Linked DNA regions of Rattus norvegicus: region 1 is linked to region 2. Evidence: chromatin contacts called from public Hi-C data. All regions are on one chromosome and are shown on one strand. The core of a region is the stretch at or near the end of the contact, and the rest is flanking DNA. Distances in the headings are between cores, read along the strand shown. Region 1 overlaps Gcn1 (GCN1 activator of EIF2AK4). Region 2 overlaps Gcn1 (GCN1 activator of EIF2AK4).

Evidence for each region. A called contact is a pair of places that touch in the nucleus more often than the background predicts.
Region 1: a Hi-C map of Schwann cells shows a contact between it and region 2, with 2.5 times the contacts expected there. The contact joins two enhancer-like sites. A contact is called at or near these places in 6 of 12 Hi-C or Micro-C datasets (the A7r5 cell line, Schwann cells, frontal cortex and 3 more).

The regions. Positions count from the first base shown.
Region 1 is chr12:46,705,978-46,713,252 of GRCr8, reverse strand. It overlaps Gcn1 (GCN1 activator of EIF2AK4), which reads left to right. Exons shown (of 58, transcript NM_001168664.1): 2 at 6,709-6,811. Among named protein-coding and RNA genes, the nearest start is that of Gcn1, 3.7 kb to the left of the region's middle. Within about 2 kb of position 3,697, at least 4 of the 93 cell types and tissues checked have an H3K27ac peak or open chromatin away from gene starts, as enhancers often do. A contact at or near this core is called in Schwann cells, where this site is marked.
Region 2 is chr12:46,657,810-46,664,496 of GRCr8, reverse strand. Gcn1 (GCN1 activator of EIF2AK4) reads left to right here. Exons shown (of 58, transcript NM_001168664.1): 43 at 238-355; 44 at 463-678; 45 at 2,170-2,334; 46 at 2,916-3,077; 47 at 3,327-3,419; 48 at 3,688-3,831; 49 at 3,935-4,204; 50 at 4,490-4,603; 51 at 4,975-5,205; 52 at 5,815-6,008; 53 at 6,122-6,236. Among named protein-coding and RNA genes, the nearest start is that of Rab35, 19 kb to the right of the region's middle. Within about 2 kb of position 1,981, at least 2 of the 93 cell types and tissues checked have an H3K27ac peak or open chromatin away from gene starts, as enhancers often do. A contact at or near this core is called in Schwann cells, where this site is marked.

The DNA.
Region 1 (7,275 bases), core at 2,448-4,947, 47 kb before region 2:
GGCCAACGCGGCAGGCGGCGGGGCCCGAGCGCGGGTGGCGGGGGCGAGATGGCTCGGGCGGAGGCTGCGGTGCCGACGGCCGTGGAGGGCGCAGAAGGAGGCGGCAGGGGACCGGCTCGTCACCGCTCGAGGCTCGGAGCGGCCTGGGCGGGCAGAGCGACCCTGGGCTCGAGGATCTTGCCATCCGCTTGGCCTCAGGGCAGCTGGCGCTCTGCTGGGTGTGTTCGGGTCCCGGCGGTTGCAGAGCTTCCACTCGGAATCTGCCACGGTTCTCCAGAGCCCGCGGGGCGGTGCAGAGCGCCCCCCGCCCCCACTCTGTGCCCGCGCTTGGAGTGTAGCCTTTATGTCCATACGGATTCGGAGTCGAGTCTCTGGCTCGTTGGTTTCGCTAAGGCATTAGATAAATGACATCACTCCTCCAGGTCTCAGTCTTTTTATATATAGAATGGTGTTGAGATAATATCTATTTAAAAGGGCTGCTGGGAAGATTTCGTGAGACAAAGTAGTAGGGTCCCGTGTGGTCTGCTGGGTGTTACTGGGTCCCGGATGAGATTCCAGAATGTCTTCACTTGGGAAGCATCTTGACACCTTTGTGTGATAACACCTGTGGGTACATTGCAGTTCTGGGAGGCGTTGAGATTGCACCTCCACCATCTCATCCCCTTTTGTAGGCTTGTGGAAGGGTGAAAAGACAATAAAGAAGAGACATATGGGGTTGGGGATTTAGCTCAGCGGTAGAGCTCTTGCCTAGAGAGCACAAGGCCCTGGGTTCGGTCCCCAGCTCCGAAAAACAGAAGAAAAAGAAAAAGAAAAAAAAAAAAAGAAGAGACATAATTTTTTCTCCATGTCCCCATCCCATCCTCCGCTTTCAAAACAGTAGATCAAGGCCAGGCAGTAGTGGCAATACTTCTTTACTCCCAGACTTGGAAGGCAGAGGGACAGGTGGATCTCTGTGAGTTCCAGTCCAGCCTGGTCTAGTTCCAGGCAGCCTCAGCTACACAGACCCTGTCTTGAAAAACAAGCAGACAAGCAAACAAAACAACATATAGTTAAGTTGGCTTTGAACTTGTAGCCATCTTGCCTGTAACTCCCTAATGTGGGGGTTACCCTGATTTAAAAGACAGTTTGGGTCTCTGCGGTGAGATTAATCGATTTTTATGTTTGATCCCCAAGGTCAACCAAAGAGGGGACATTTAACCTGAACGTTGAAAAGGTATTTTGCAAGGGTCTCCTGTACAAGGGTTCAGTAATTTGTTTAAAGCTGCAGTGTAGTGAATCCTAAGAAGGGAAGTCACTTCTGGACGTTCTGACACCGACACTCAGGGCTTTAAGAATCCTTTCTCTAGAGTTGGGTTATTCAGTAGTAGGTCACCCTTAGGTGTGTTGTCAAAACAGCAACGCCATAAGGCCTACTTAAGTTGTCAGAATTAAATGAAATTAAAAAGCCAATGCTTCAAGCGCATTGCCCTTCAGTTCCTCACAGCAGCCACATAAGGGCAGGGGCTGATGTATTAGCCTGTCATTTCAGGGAAAGTCCTCTTTCTCGGGCAGTGATGTCTACGGAGACCCCTGTGAACTTGGAAGGCGTGACAGCTGATCTTTCCAACATCCAGTGTAAGGGCACTTAGCATATTCTTCCTCCATCTTGTGACAAGGTTCCCACTGGGTAACTTCATATTTTCCTTTGCGATGTTGGGGATCCAGCCCAGGGCCTCATGCTTGCTGGGCAAGGGATTATAGGACAGGCTCCTCCCAGCCTCATGACTTCTGATTAAGAGAAGAGCCTTGACTTCCTTTTTGAGTATGAAAAGTTTCCTGGATATTGGCGAGAGAACTAGCACCATAGGTTTAATGCTCTGTTGTTGCCCTATGTGGTAGCATCTGATTTTTTTTTTTCCTTTATCCCAGCACTTGGGAGGCAGAGGCAAGAGGATGTCTGTAAATTCCAGGTTATCCAGGACTACACTTCGAGAAGACCTTGTCTCAGAAAAGAAAAAAAAAAAAAATAGAAGTTTACTGTTACTATATTGGAAGACAGAGAGTAGTATATATGTCATCTGTTTTTCCTTTTCCCTCAGCCCTCATTGAGGTTGGTAAAGGATTTAAAAAATTATAATACAGGGCCAGCAAGATGGCCTATTGGGCAAAAGTGCTTGGTGATGTTAATGAGCAGAGTTTGACCCCTGTATCCTTGGTGGAAGGAGAGAACTGATTCCCGAAAGCTGTCCCCTGATCTCGTGCGCGCGCGCGCGCGCGCGTGCACACACACACACACACACACACACACACTCTCTCTCTCTCTCTCTCTCTCTCACACTCCATGGCATATGAGCATCTGAACAGGCGTGTAGTACACACACACATACACATGCATCCACTCCAGGCTGTGGGTGACTCAGTGGCAGAGGACTTGGCCAGCATCCACAAGACCCTAGGTTCTATCCCTGGCATTCCTCCTACAAGGTATTTTAGGGCTGAGGGCAAGGCTCAGGGATAGACTATGTGTCTGACCTGTATGAAGCCTTGTGTTTGACCCCTAGCGCAGTGAAAGCAGACCCAACAAATGGATGAGGGCATGGGGGTGGGGGGGGGAATGAAGAACATAGCAACAGTAGAAAAGTTTGGAAGCCAGAGAGTGAGAAGAAATACAGTTTGGTTGGTTGGTTTTTGAGACAGGGTTTCTCCATGTAGCCCTGGCTTTACTGGACTCTGTAGACCAGGCTGGCCTTAGACTCAGAGATCTGCTTCTGCCTCCAAAGGTGTGTATCACCACCGCCCTGTGAGATACAGGTTTTTGAGCACTGAAGGAAAGGAGTCCTGACCCGTGAGCTAGGAAACTCAGGAACCAACCTGAAATACATTGCCGAGCCTTAGAAAAGTGAAGCCAATGGGACCAGCTTTCCCCGGACTAATGGAGTTGTTTCTAGACTGGACTGGACTTGTCAGCACCACAGATAAAATAGCCTCACAACAGAGCAAATGACCATGAAATTTCAGAACTGTGGGGGAAAAAAAAGACCCAGAAGCTTGTAGAAAGAAAACCTGGTGTCCCTTCCAAAAGATGAAGGCAGAACCCAGGCATTCCTAGAGCCCCAACACAGGAGGATTAGAGTTGGAGGCCTGCTTAGGTACATAGTGCGACCGACCACGTCTGAACAAAATATGCTGGGATGGCTTTGGTCTTTCCAGCCCCAGCCAAAGGTTAGCATTCAGCGGAGAAATACAGTCGCTTCGGGATTCTGAGGGACAGTGATTTCAGCATAGAATTCTCGGTCATGACAAACTCGAATATGAGGCTAGAACCTTGTCACAGATGCTGGGATGGTTACCTTACATGCCTCCACCCAAGGGATTGCCTGCCAAACTGGGGAAGGACAGAAAGCTCGGGGAGACTCCTTCCCGATGAAGGGCAGAATTTTCTGGAATGAAGACACACAACCAAGAGTTTGAGTTGAATAATTAATAAGATTAGGAAAAACACAGCAAGCATGGTCGTGGGAAGGGCAATTATTAACTCCGGGGAAATAGGTACGCTGGGTGGAATAAGGAGCAGGGTTCACTAAATGGAGATCGGCAGTGTTTACGTGCAGTTCCAACAGCAGCCACTGCTGCTGGCTTAATATAAACCTGGGCTATTGGAGGGACGGAGAGTGCGGTGGGCTCTGGGTACAAGGCCAGGTGGCAGTAAACAAAGATCAAGAGTCCCAGTGCGAGCACCTCCATGCTCCATGGGGATAGTGGAGGTGACAACAGAAGTGCTGGCTAGGCTCAGACTTGGGGGATGGACCTGGAGTTCCTGGGCTCTTTGCCTGAATGAAAGTAAAAACAATGGAAGCTTAAAATAACTGAAGCAAGCCAGGAATGTGGCCACATTCCCTCACTCCCAGCACTCGAATGCAGGCAAATCTCTGAGTTCAAGGCCAGCTTGAACTATGTAGTGAGTTCCAGAACAGCCAGGGCCATGTAGAGAGACTACGTCTCAAGAAAACCAGAACCCCCCCCCCCAAAAAAAAATCAAAACAAGAAATAGTTTATAAGTTTGGACAGTTCATTGCTGAGAGAATTAGACCAGGAATTTAACATTAAGGAGAAAGCTGGCAGACCCAATACCCAGGACCCACTTTGTGGAACTCCCACAAGTTGTTCCCTAATCTCCACACTCATGCCTGCCTTCTCCAAAAGAAACCTGAAAGGAAAGCATTGTTCTTCGCCCTTGACTCAAGTTACTGATTTAAACTTCCTGTGAATGAACTGCCCTCAAAAACAATGTCCTCTTCCCCACTCTGAGCAAGATCGCCTCGCAGGAAGTTTGCAGACTGAGGCCCAGGAGCAGGTTTTCCCTGGTTTCTAAGAATGTTCACAAAATGCTAACTCAGATGATGGGGGCTCTGGGCATGTTGGTGCCCTTTTGCGGATCTGTTTGTTTTCAGGGTTAGTTTTGAGAACACAGATGCTGTGGCCATTGGCTTCACTTGTGTTGTGGAAGTGAGAGGCGGGTCTGTTGATGCTGCCCCTACAGGCTTATCAATGGCAGGCAATTTTGTGCTTTCAATGAGAATGCACTGGTCGACATGCTAGTCCCGTGAGGTAAGAGCTGTTAACTGCCGTGGTTGGAGAAACTGGAGATCAGAGCTGACGTTGTTTGAGCTGGTGTCCACAGCTAGTGAGAGCAGAATCGGGGTCCAGCTTCATAGTCTCCCCCTTCAGCTGTGTGTGCTTCTCTTCTGCCAGAATGGCCAGGGTCCTGCGTTCTCCCTGGGAGGTCAGAGTGTGACCTCAGAAAGGGAGGGCCTGCTGGGTACACAGCCGGCCTCCCAAGAGCCCACATCTTGCCCATCTTACCTAGAGTTCGGTTTATCTGGGTCAGGTGGGAAGTATACAGAAAGTAGCTTCTGAGCGTGGTTGGAGAGAGCTTGTCCGTTGTTCTTAAACTTACTTAATCTAAAATCAGAAATAACATTTTTAGTTCTGGTTAGTTCTAGATCTCTGCCTAAGTAGAATAATTGTTTCCTGGGATCATAATCAGTTATTTTGTTTGTTTGCTTTATATTTGTTTTCAGGGTTTTTGAGGTATGGTTTACATGTGTCTTAGTTAGGGTTTTACTGCTGTGAACAGACACCATGATCAAGGCAACTCTTTTTTTTTTTTTTTTTTTTGGTTCTTTTTTTTTTTTCGGAGCTGGGGACCGAACCCAGGGCCTTGCGCTTCCTAGGTAAGCGCTCTACCACTGAGCTAAATCCCCAGCCCCCAAGGCAACTCTTATAAGGACGACATTTAATTGGGGCTGGCTTACAGGTTCAGAGGTTCAGTCCATTATCATCAAGGCGGGAACATGGTAGCATCCAGGCAGGCCTGGTGCAGGAGGAGCTGAGAGTTCTACATTTTCATCTGGAGGCTACTAGGAGAAGACTGGCTTTCAGGCAGCTAGGATGAGGGTCTTAAAGCCCACGCCCACAGTGATACACCTACCCAACAAGACCACACCTCTAAATAGTGCCATTCCCTTGGCCAATCATATTCAAACCATGACAACTTGAAAAAAAAAAAAGTACCGTCATTCATTCATTTTCTTTTTTTTTTTTTTTTTGGTTCTTTTTTTCGGAGCTGGGGACCGAACCCAGGGCCTTGCGCTTCCTAGGCAAGCGCTCTACCACTGAGCTAAATCCCCAACCCCTCATTCATTCATTTTCGACAGGGTCTCTATGTAGACCAGGCAGGCCTTGAACTCACTGAAATTCTTCTGCCTCCCGCAGAGATTAAAGGTATATGCGACCGCACCTGGCTTGATCTTTTTGTTTGTTCTGTTAGACTGTCTAGTGTATATAGTGTATCTTGATCATACCCACTCCAGTTCTCCCTCTCCCTCCCGAGTGCCCAGGGCAGACCCTTTCACATTCATGTTCACTTAAATCTCATTTCCTGTGTGTGTGTGAGCTCCTGACTGACTGACTGTGCACTCTGTGTGTCTGCAGAGGCCAGAAGAGGGTGTCGGGTCCCCTGGAACTGGAGTTACAGATGGTTGTGAGCAGCCGTGTCTGTCGGTGCTGAGAACGGAACCTCAGTATTCTGCCTGAGCAGCACGCGCTCTTACCCTCTCAGCCATCTTCCCAGCCCCTCCCCTGTAAAAAGAAGTGTCTTTACCTTGCATGTGCACATGACTCTGCTCTTGTGTACCCATACCATGCTGTGCGTGGACGTCAGACTCCTGGCTTATGGGTCCATTGTCTCCTTTAGCGTTTGGTCCTTAGCTTTGATATTTGGTCGAGTTAATGCTGCTGACGTGTGCGTGGGTGTGGGGCTGCCTTCCAGTGCTCACATCTCACCCACAGTCATCAACCAGGGGTATATATTTGGGATATTTCTGAAAGGATATGTTCTGTCTAGAGGTTTTTGAATTTGGCTTTCCTTCTTCAAGTTCAAGAAAGGCATGTTGACTGGATTAAAATAGTGTATCCACATTGAGGGTGTTTTTTGTTCCCTGAGCCTGGAGATTCTACAGTGTCTAGAGAATTGATTGTCACAACTGGGGCAGGAGGAGAATGGGCTTCTGGCTGTGACTAGTGGGTGGAGCTGAGAAATGCTGCTGAAAATCCCATAACGCACAGAGGCAGCGTCCGATGACAAGTGCCTGTGCACACTCTGTGCACACGTACACCCTCAGCGTTTGTCACGTCTGCTGAAACGTTGTGTGGGTTTGGTCTTCACAGGTCTCCGAGACACTGAAGCGCTTTGCAGTGAAGGTGACAACAGCTAGTGTGAAGGAGCGGAGAGAGATTCTCAGTGAACTGGGGCGATGTATTGCTGGGAAAGGTGTGTATTTGCCCGCACTGCTGCGTCTTGTGGGAAGTCCGTGTGCTCTCACTTTGTTTAGTCCCTGAGCCGGCTCCTGCCTGCACCTTTTTTTTCCTTTTTTAAGTGTGCTTCAAAACAGGTGAAACATTTGGGTCAGTACAGGTAGGTTTGTTTTTGTTCTGCTTTTGAAACAGGGTTTCTCTGTGTAGCCCTGGCTGCCCTGGAACTTGCTCTGTACTCCAGGCTGGCCTCGAACTCAGAGGCCTGCCTGCCTCTGCCTTACTTACCGGAATCAAAGGTGAGCACCACCACTGCCTGGCCGTTTTTCATAGTTTTTTTTTTTTTTTTTTTTTTTTCCGGAGCTGGGGACCGAACCCAGGGCCTTGCGCTTCCTAGGCAAGCGCTCTACCACTGAGCTAAATCCCCAACCCCCGTTTTTCATAGTTTTAATTATGTTGATTCCAAATGTTTCTAAAGATACG
Region 2 (6,687 bases), core at 732-3,231:
AAGGCCAACCTGGTCTACAAAGTGGGTTCTAGGACAGCCAGGGCTACACAGAGAAACCTGTCTCAAAAAAAATAAAGGAAGAAGCAACAGCATAAGGATCTGTGACCAGATGATGCTTGTCTTAAGATCGCCACCATGGGTGTTTGCGGTACATTCCCTTGAAGTCATCTTCTGTGCAGTAATGGACCCTACCCTAACACTGTCCCTGAGGCTGTATGACTCTGCTCTTGGCCTCAGGTTCAGCTCTGTTCAACTCCTTGGGGACCTCCTGTTCCACATCTCTGGGGTCACTGGGAAAATGACCACAGAAACAGCCTCTGAGGATGATAACTTTGGAACTGCTCAGTCTAACAAGGTGAGGGCCTGGCGCTGGCTTCTTCCTCACAGCTATGGAGTGCAAGCCCTGACGCCATGCTCTGGAGGCCTCACCCTGTATTCTCTGTCTCCCTCTGTGGGTCACAGGCAATCATCACGGCCCTGGGGGTCGATCGGCGGAACCGGGTCCTGGCAGGGCTCTATATGGGCCGCTCAGACACCCAGCTGGTGGTGAGGCAGGCGTCACTGCACGTGTGGAAGATTGTCGTTTCCAACACTCCCCGCACCCTGCGAGAGATCCTGCCCACTCTCTTTGGTCTGCTGCTGGGTTTCCTGGCTAGCACGTGTGCAGATAAGAGAACGGTGAGTTTGCTGGGCCTGGCCGCGCCCCAGCCCTAAGCTCGTCCTCTCAGAGCTTGGGGAGCTGGAGGGGAACATGGGTGGGCATCCTCTATGTAGCAGGGCAACATTAACTAGTTCTTCAGCCATTCAGCAAATACTCGCTATGTGCCACACTGGGGCCCACTCTCATGGACACAGTGGCAAGGAAAGGAATCTCCCTCACTTTTAATGAGGTATTTATCAGTCTGGTAGTCACAGGCATGTGTCAGATGTGCTTGTGGCAAGTGCAGCTCACAAGCACTCACACCTACAGTAAGACCTGTGGCCCAGAGAGGTCCCGACGCTTCTCAGAAGTGGTCTGAAGATGAAGTTAGTGAGCGCTGCCCAGCTGGGGAGGTGGGAAAGCGAAGACAGCTTCAGTGGGACCTGTCAGACGACCTGCATCAGCTGCGCTGGCCCTGTGGGGAGCAGGGTGTACGTGGCTTAGGGAAAGCCAGGGCCAGGCCACTGTAGCTGGGGGGGTCCATGGGGAGGAGCTGCGCTGTGTGAGGTGAGCCGGCTGGGCGGAGAGAGACGGTCAGGTGAGGAGGATGCGCCCAGGCTGGACTGAATTCACCCTGCTCGTCCCCTTTGGCCCACTTCCGGTTGCTGGCCTTGGTAAGCCAGTGTGTATTCAGCTTTAAAGAAGAGTTGGTGTGATGCCTCAAGCCAAAGTTAATCTTTGTCCTTAAGTCGTTTGTTACAAATTAGTTCCTTTTGAGCAAAAGCACTGGGCTAGGTGTTGGCTGAGCAGGAAGCCTGGCTTTCTGTCCACTCTGGTGAGCTTCATGTGGGGTGTAAGGCTGACACTTGTGCTGTGCATGCATGTGAGACGGACCTGGTCTGTTTTGTTTATGTAAGTGTTTATGGTTTATTTTTGGGACAAGGATTGTGCAGGCTAACCTCAAACTCACGGTCCTCCTCCCTCAACATTCCCAGTGCTGGATTACAGCATGGGCCACCATGCCTGGTCTCCACCACACAGCCTTAAAGATAGAGCTGTTGTTTGGTTGTTTGGTTGGTTTTTGAATCATGTGTAAGTGATAATGTGTGTGTGAGAACATAGACGTGAGCATAGGTGCCCACAGAAGACAAGTGAGGGTGTTGGGTCCCCTGGAGCTGGGCACCAAACAAGGGTCTTTCAGAAGAGCAGTGAGTCAGGGCTCTTGGCACTGAGCCATCTTCCTGCCCATTTTGTTTTGTTCTCTTTTGTTTGGTTTAGACAGAATCTTTGTCTGAGGCTGGCCTTGAACTCAGGGCAGCCAGTTCCCTGCTCTAGCCTCTCCCACACTAGAATCATAGGCACAGTGGCAGGCAGCAGTAGCTTCATTTTCGCTGTGCGTTCAGTGTCATCTAAGGAGGTGACCGCTCAGGTGTGGCCTCTGAGCTGCAGAGCCTCATTCTGGAATTGCTGTCTGGGCTCCCTGGGTTGGCAGAGACTGGGTGTGCTGCTGACTCCCTCTGTGCTGACAGATTGCAGCCAGGACGTTGGGAGATCTTGTCCGGAAGCTGGGGGAGAAGATCCTCCCTGAGATCATCCCCATCCTCGAAGAAGGGCTAAGGTCTCAGAAGAGCGATGAGAGGCAGGGCGTGTGCATCGGGCTCAGCGAGATCATGAAGTCCACCAGCCGGGATGCTGTGAGTACCTTTACAGGGTCTGCAGCCGTGGGGGACGAATGGCTCACTCTGGAGGGTGTAGTCACCAGAGTGCGTTACCCACCGTGTGCAGAATGTGTCCTCAGCTAAAATCTCAGCAAGAGGCCTTAGGAAGCCAGAGACGACTCTCCTCACTGCGTCCCTCAGTGCGTTAGACTCCATGTGTGTGCCGCCTCCCTGGGGGAGGGTGGCAGAGGCAGGAGGGTCGTGTTTCCTGGGCACAGAGCCCTCACCAGGCCTATTGGAGACTAAAGATTTTCTAGCACAGGAAGCGTTTGGTTTAGAGGTCAGACCGAGGAACTCGTCTTTCCAAGAGAGCTGGAGGGCAGGTCTTGGAGCTCCTGCTGTGGTCTGTGGAGTTCTGTAGAAGACAGGAAGCAACTGGGACTTAGCGATTACGTGAATTTTTAGTTACTAATTCTCGGTGAGGGGCTCCTGGGCTGCTCAGGTGCTCTCTGTCTTTTTGTACTTCAGTTTCATGGTCAGAGTCGATAGAATGGTCTAGCACAGGGATCTGGCTGAGCTGGGGTCCCGGCCACATGCCTATGCTTGGCTTGTTGTAGGTGCTCTATTTCTCTGAGTCCCTTGTGCCCACGGCACGGAAGGCACTATGTGATCCCCTGGAGGAGGTCCGGGAGGCGGCGGCCAAAACCTTTGAGCAGCTGCACTCCACCATTGGCCACCAGGCTTTGGAGGACATTCTCCCGTTCCTGCTGAAGCAGCTGGTGAGTGGGTCTCCCTCACACCGACCAATGTGGCCTTTACTGTGTGCGACAGCGAAACACAGGGGAGATCGCAAGATGGCAGGAATTTGGGCTCTGCAAGGGAGTGGGTGCCACAAGATCTGATGTGGCTTTGTGCCTGTCCTTGAACAGTAAGTAAATATGGGTGACAGGGAGGTGAGTGGGGGAGGCATCCTGGCAGCAGGGATGCGGTCGGAGCCAGCTCCTCAGTCCTCCCCATGCTCCTCTCAGGATGACGAGGAGGTGTCAGAATTCGCCCTGGATGGTCTGAAGCAGGTCATGGCCGTTAAGAGCCGTGTGGTGCTGCCCTATCTGGTACCCAAGGTAAATCTCCACACACCGCACACACCCCAGTCCAGGGGCTTCTGTGCATGTGCAATGGTGGGTCTGGCAAGGTACATCAAGGAGCTCAGGTACTCCTTTGTCTTTCAAGATGTGTGGGAGCAGGCCCTCAGGTCAGAGCCAGGGAGTGGCCTCCCTTAGTGTGGGGAGTGGGCTCCCTTAGGCAGAGTGGGGAGTGGGCTCCCTTGGTCCTTTCTCCTAGACCCCAGTCTGTAATTGCTGTCAGGATGACACTGTCTCTGTTCCCCAGCTGACGACACCACCTGTCAACACCCGGGTGCTGGCTTTCCTCTCATCTGTGGCTGGCGATGCTCTGACGCGTCACCTTGGTGTGATTCTCCCAGCAGTCATGTTAGCGCTGAAGGAAAAGCTTGGGACTCCAGACGAGCAGCTGGTACGGCAACATGGCTGCTCCTCTAGCTCTTCCAGGGCTGCCACAGCTGCCCTTGCTGACTTGGAGACTCCACGCTCAGTGCACGCATTCCCTGTGCTTTTAGGAGATGGCCAACTGTCAGGCTGTCATCCTCTCGGTAGAGGATGACACTGGGCACCGGATCATCATTGAGGATCTGCTGGAGGCCACTCGAAGCCCTGAGGTGGGCATGAGGCAGGCCGCCGCCATCATCCTCAACATGTACTGCTCCCGCTCCAAGGCTGACTATACCAGCCACCTGCGCAGCCTGGTCTCCGGCTTGATCCGCCTCTTCAATGACTCCAGCCCTGTGGTTCTGGGGGAGAGCTGGGATGCTCTCAACGCCATCACTAAGGTGAGGCTGCTGACCTCTGCTGTCTGTGGGTGCCGGTGCCGGTGCCGGGTCCGTCTCCTGGGTTCAAGCGGTGTTCCCACCTCAGTCGTCCAGTGGAGGGACTGCAGGTCTGTGCCTGAGGGGGCCGAAGGCTGCAGACATTTGTAAAATGGTTCCAAATGGAGCCTCTGCTGCCGTTACCCAGCCTCAGCACGGGTGACTTGAGGCCAGCCCTTCTCGCCCCCATTGCCCCATGTCCCGAGAGGAAGGTCTGGCCTCATTGGTGCTTTCCCCCAACCCTCACAGAAGCTGGATGCCGGCAACCAGCTGGCCCTGATCGAAGAATTCCATAAGGAAATCCGCTACATAGGCAACGAGTGCCGAGGGGAGCATGTGCCGGGCTTCTGCCTTCCAAAGAAGGTGAGCCGGGGCCTGGGGTATAGGACGCTGCAGCCGCCGCCAGTCTGTCTGTCTTGCCCCATCGTTCGGTGCTGCTCTGTGGCGCCCCCTGCAGACCGGGCTCACAGTGCCCTTGGTTTAAGCTATGAAGCGTCTCAGCCACAGCCAGTGAGTGGTCGGGGGTGGCGGCTGTGCACGTCTCGTGTTATCAGCCTGTTGGGTCCTCCACCCTCCAGTCAGGTCCCAGCCTCTTGGCAGTGACTGTGGCTCAGCCACGTTATTGACTCATGGAGTTGGAGAGAAGATGGCTGCTGGAGTGCTTTGCTGAGGGTGGGGAGTTTGTAGGCCTGGGGTGTTTGAGACTAGACTCTCAACTCTGGTTCTCTTGTCAGGGAGTAACCTCCATCCTTCCAGTGCTACGGGAAGGAGTCCTCACAGGCAGTCCTGAGCAAAAGGAAGAAGCAGCCAAGGCCTTGGGCTTGGTGATCCGCCTGACGTCGGCCGATGCCCTGAGGCCCTCTGTGGTCAGCATCACTGGCCCTCTGATTCGCATCCTTGGGGACCGGTTCAGCTGGAGTGTGAAGGCGGCCCTGCTGGAGACACTCAGCCTCTTGCTGGGCAAGGTGAGTAAGTTAGGAATTTTAGGATTCTAACCTATTCGCAGGAGACCGACATGTGATGTCCTCTAGAGGCAGAGGGAATGCACCATAGACGGAGCGGGCTCAGTTCCGAGTCGTGCTGTAGCTCTGTGAGCAGACCTTAGAGCTGTGCAGCCTCTGAGCCTGCTGTGGGTGCGCTCAGAGAAGCTGGAGTTCTCGTCCTTGCAGACAAGCTGCAGCCTCATGCAACCAGGGCCACGGAAGGGCCACGGCCTCCTCTACTCATCAGCTGAAAGTTAGCAGTTCTTAACCTGACATTGAGGCCTCATGGGGGTCACGGGGACTGCATATCACAGATTTACGTTACCGTTTGTAACAGTAGCAGAATTACAGCTATGAAGTGGGAATTTCATAACTTGTGTTGCTGGGGTCGCCACAGCGTGAGGAAGGGCGAGAGCCACCGCTTTAGATGGAAGCAGCCAGACAGATTTTCCTGCGTGTCCCTGGGTCTTCTCTGCTTAGAGCGGTCTGTTCCTGGCTGGGCGAGCTTGGCTAGCTCACCGGTGTTCAAGGTCAGTGTACCACGACCTTGATGTCTGAGTCCTGACTTCAGGTACGGCAATTCTCCCACAGGTCGGGATCGCCCTGAAGCCCTTCCTGCCCCAGCTTCAGACCACCTTCACCAAAGCTCTGCAGGACTCCAATCGGGGCGTACGCCTCAAGGCTGCGGATGCCCTAGGGAAACTCATTTCCATCCACATCAAGGTGGACCCCCTTTTTACAGAGCTGCTCAATGGAATCCGTGTGGTGGAGGACCCAGGTATAAGGTACGGCACTGCCTCGGGAGCGCTGTCTGCAGGCCATGCCGAGCAGATGGAAGGCAGGAGGTGGGGAGCCCGGGGAGCCCGGGGTTCATTAAGGCAGTGCGTTTCTTCCCTAGGGACACCATGTTGCAGGCCCTCAGGTTTGTGATTCAGGGTGCGGGCGCCAAAGTGGATGCTGCCATCCGGAAAAACATTGTCTCACTCCTGCTGGGCATGCTGGGCCACGACGAGGTATGGCTGCGGGTCAGTGGCTGCACTGCAGAGCCTACTGCTTCTCGTCTGCGCTTGTTCTCTCTGTGTTGTGTGGGTGACTGGTTCAGCTGCCAGCTGGGTGTGGGCAACACTCCCCTTCAGATGCTCTGGCAGTCAGGGAGTCAGGAAGTGTTTATGGTGCTGATTTCTGGAGTCAAACCAAGCAAGGTCTTACGGGTTTTGAGCATGTGTTTGCCCTGAGCCCCAGACCTTCCCCAGTTGCTTCAGCTTCAGTCACTTTCTCCGCTTGTCCCCTGATGTCCCCTGATAGAGCAGACCGCTTCTGGGGCCATGCAGAGCCCTGTTCTCCTGCAGCAGCTGTTGCAGGGGCCCTGGGGCTCTGGCTGTGCCGCCCCATTGGTCCTACAGTTGGGAAGCATTGGCCCAGCTCCCATGCCCTCCTTGCCCTGGCAGGACTCAGGGCGGTAAG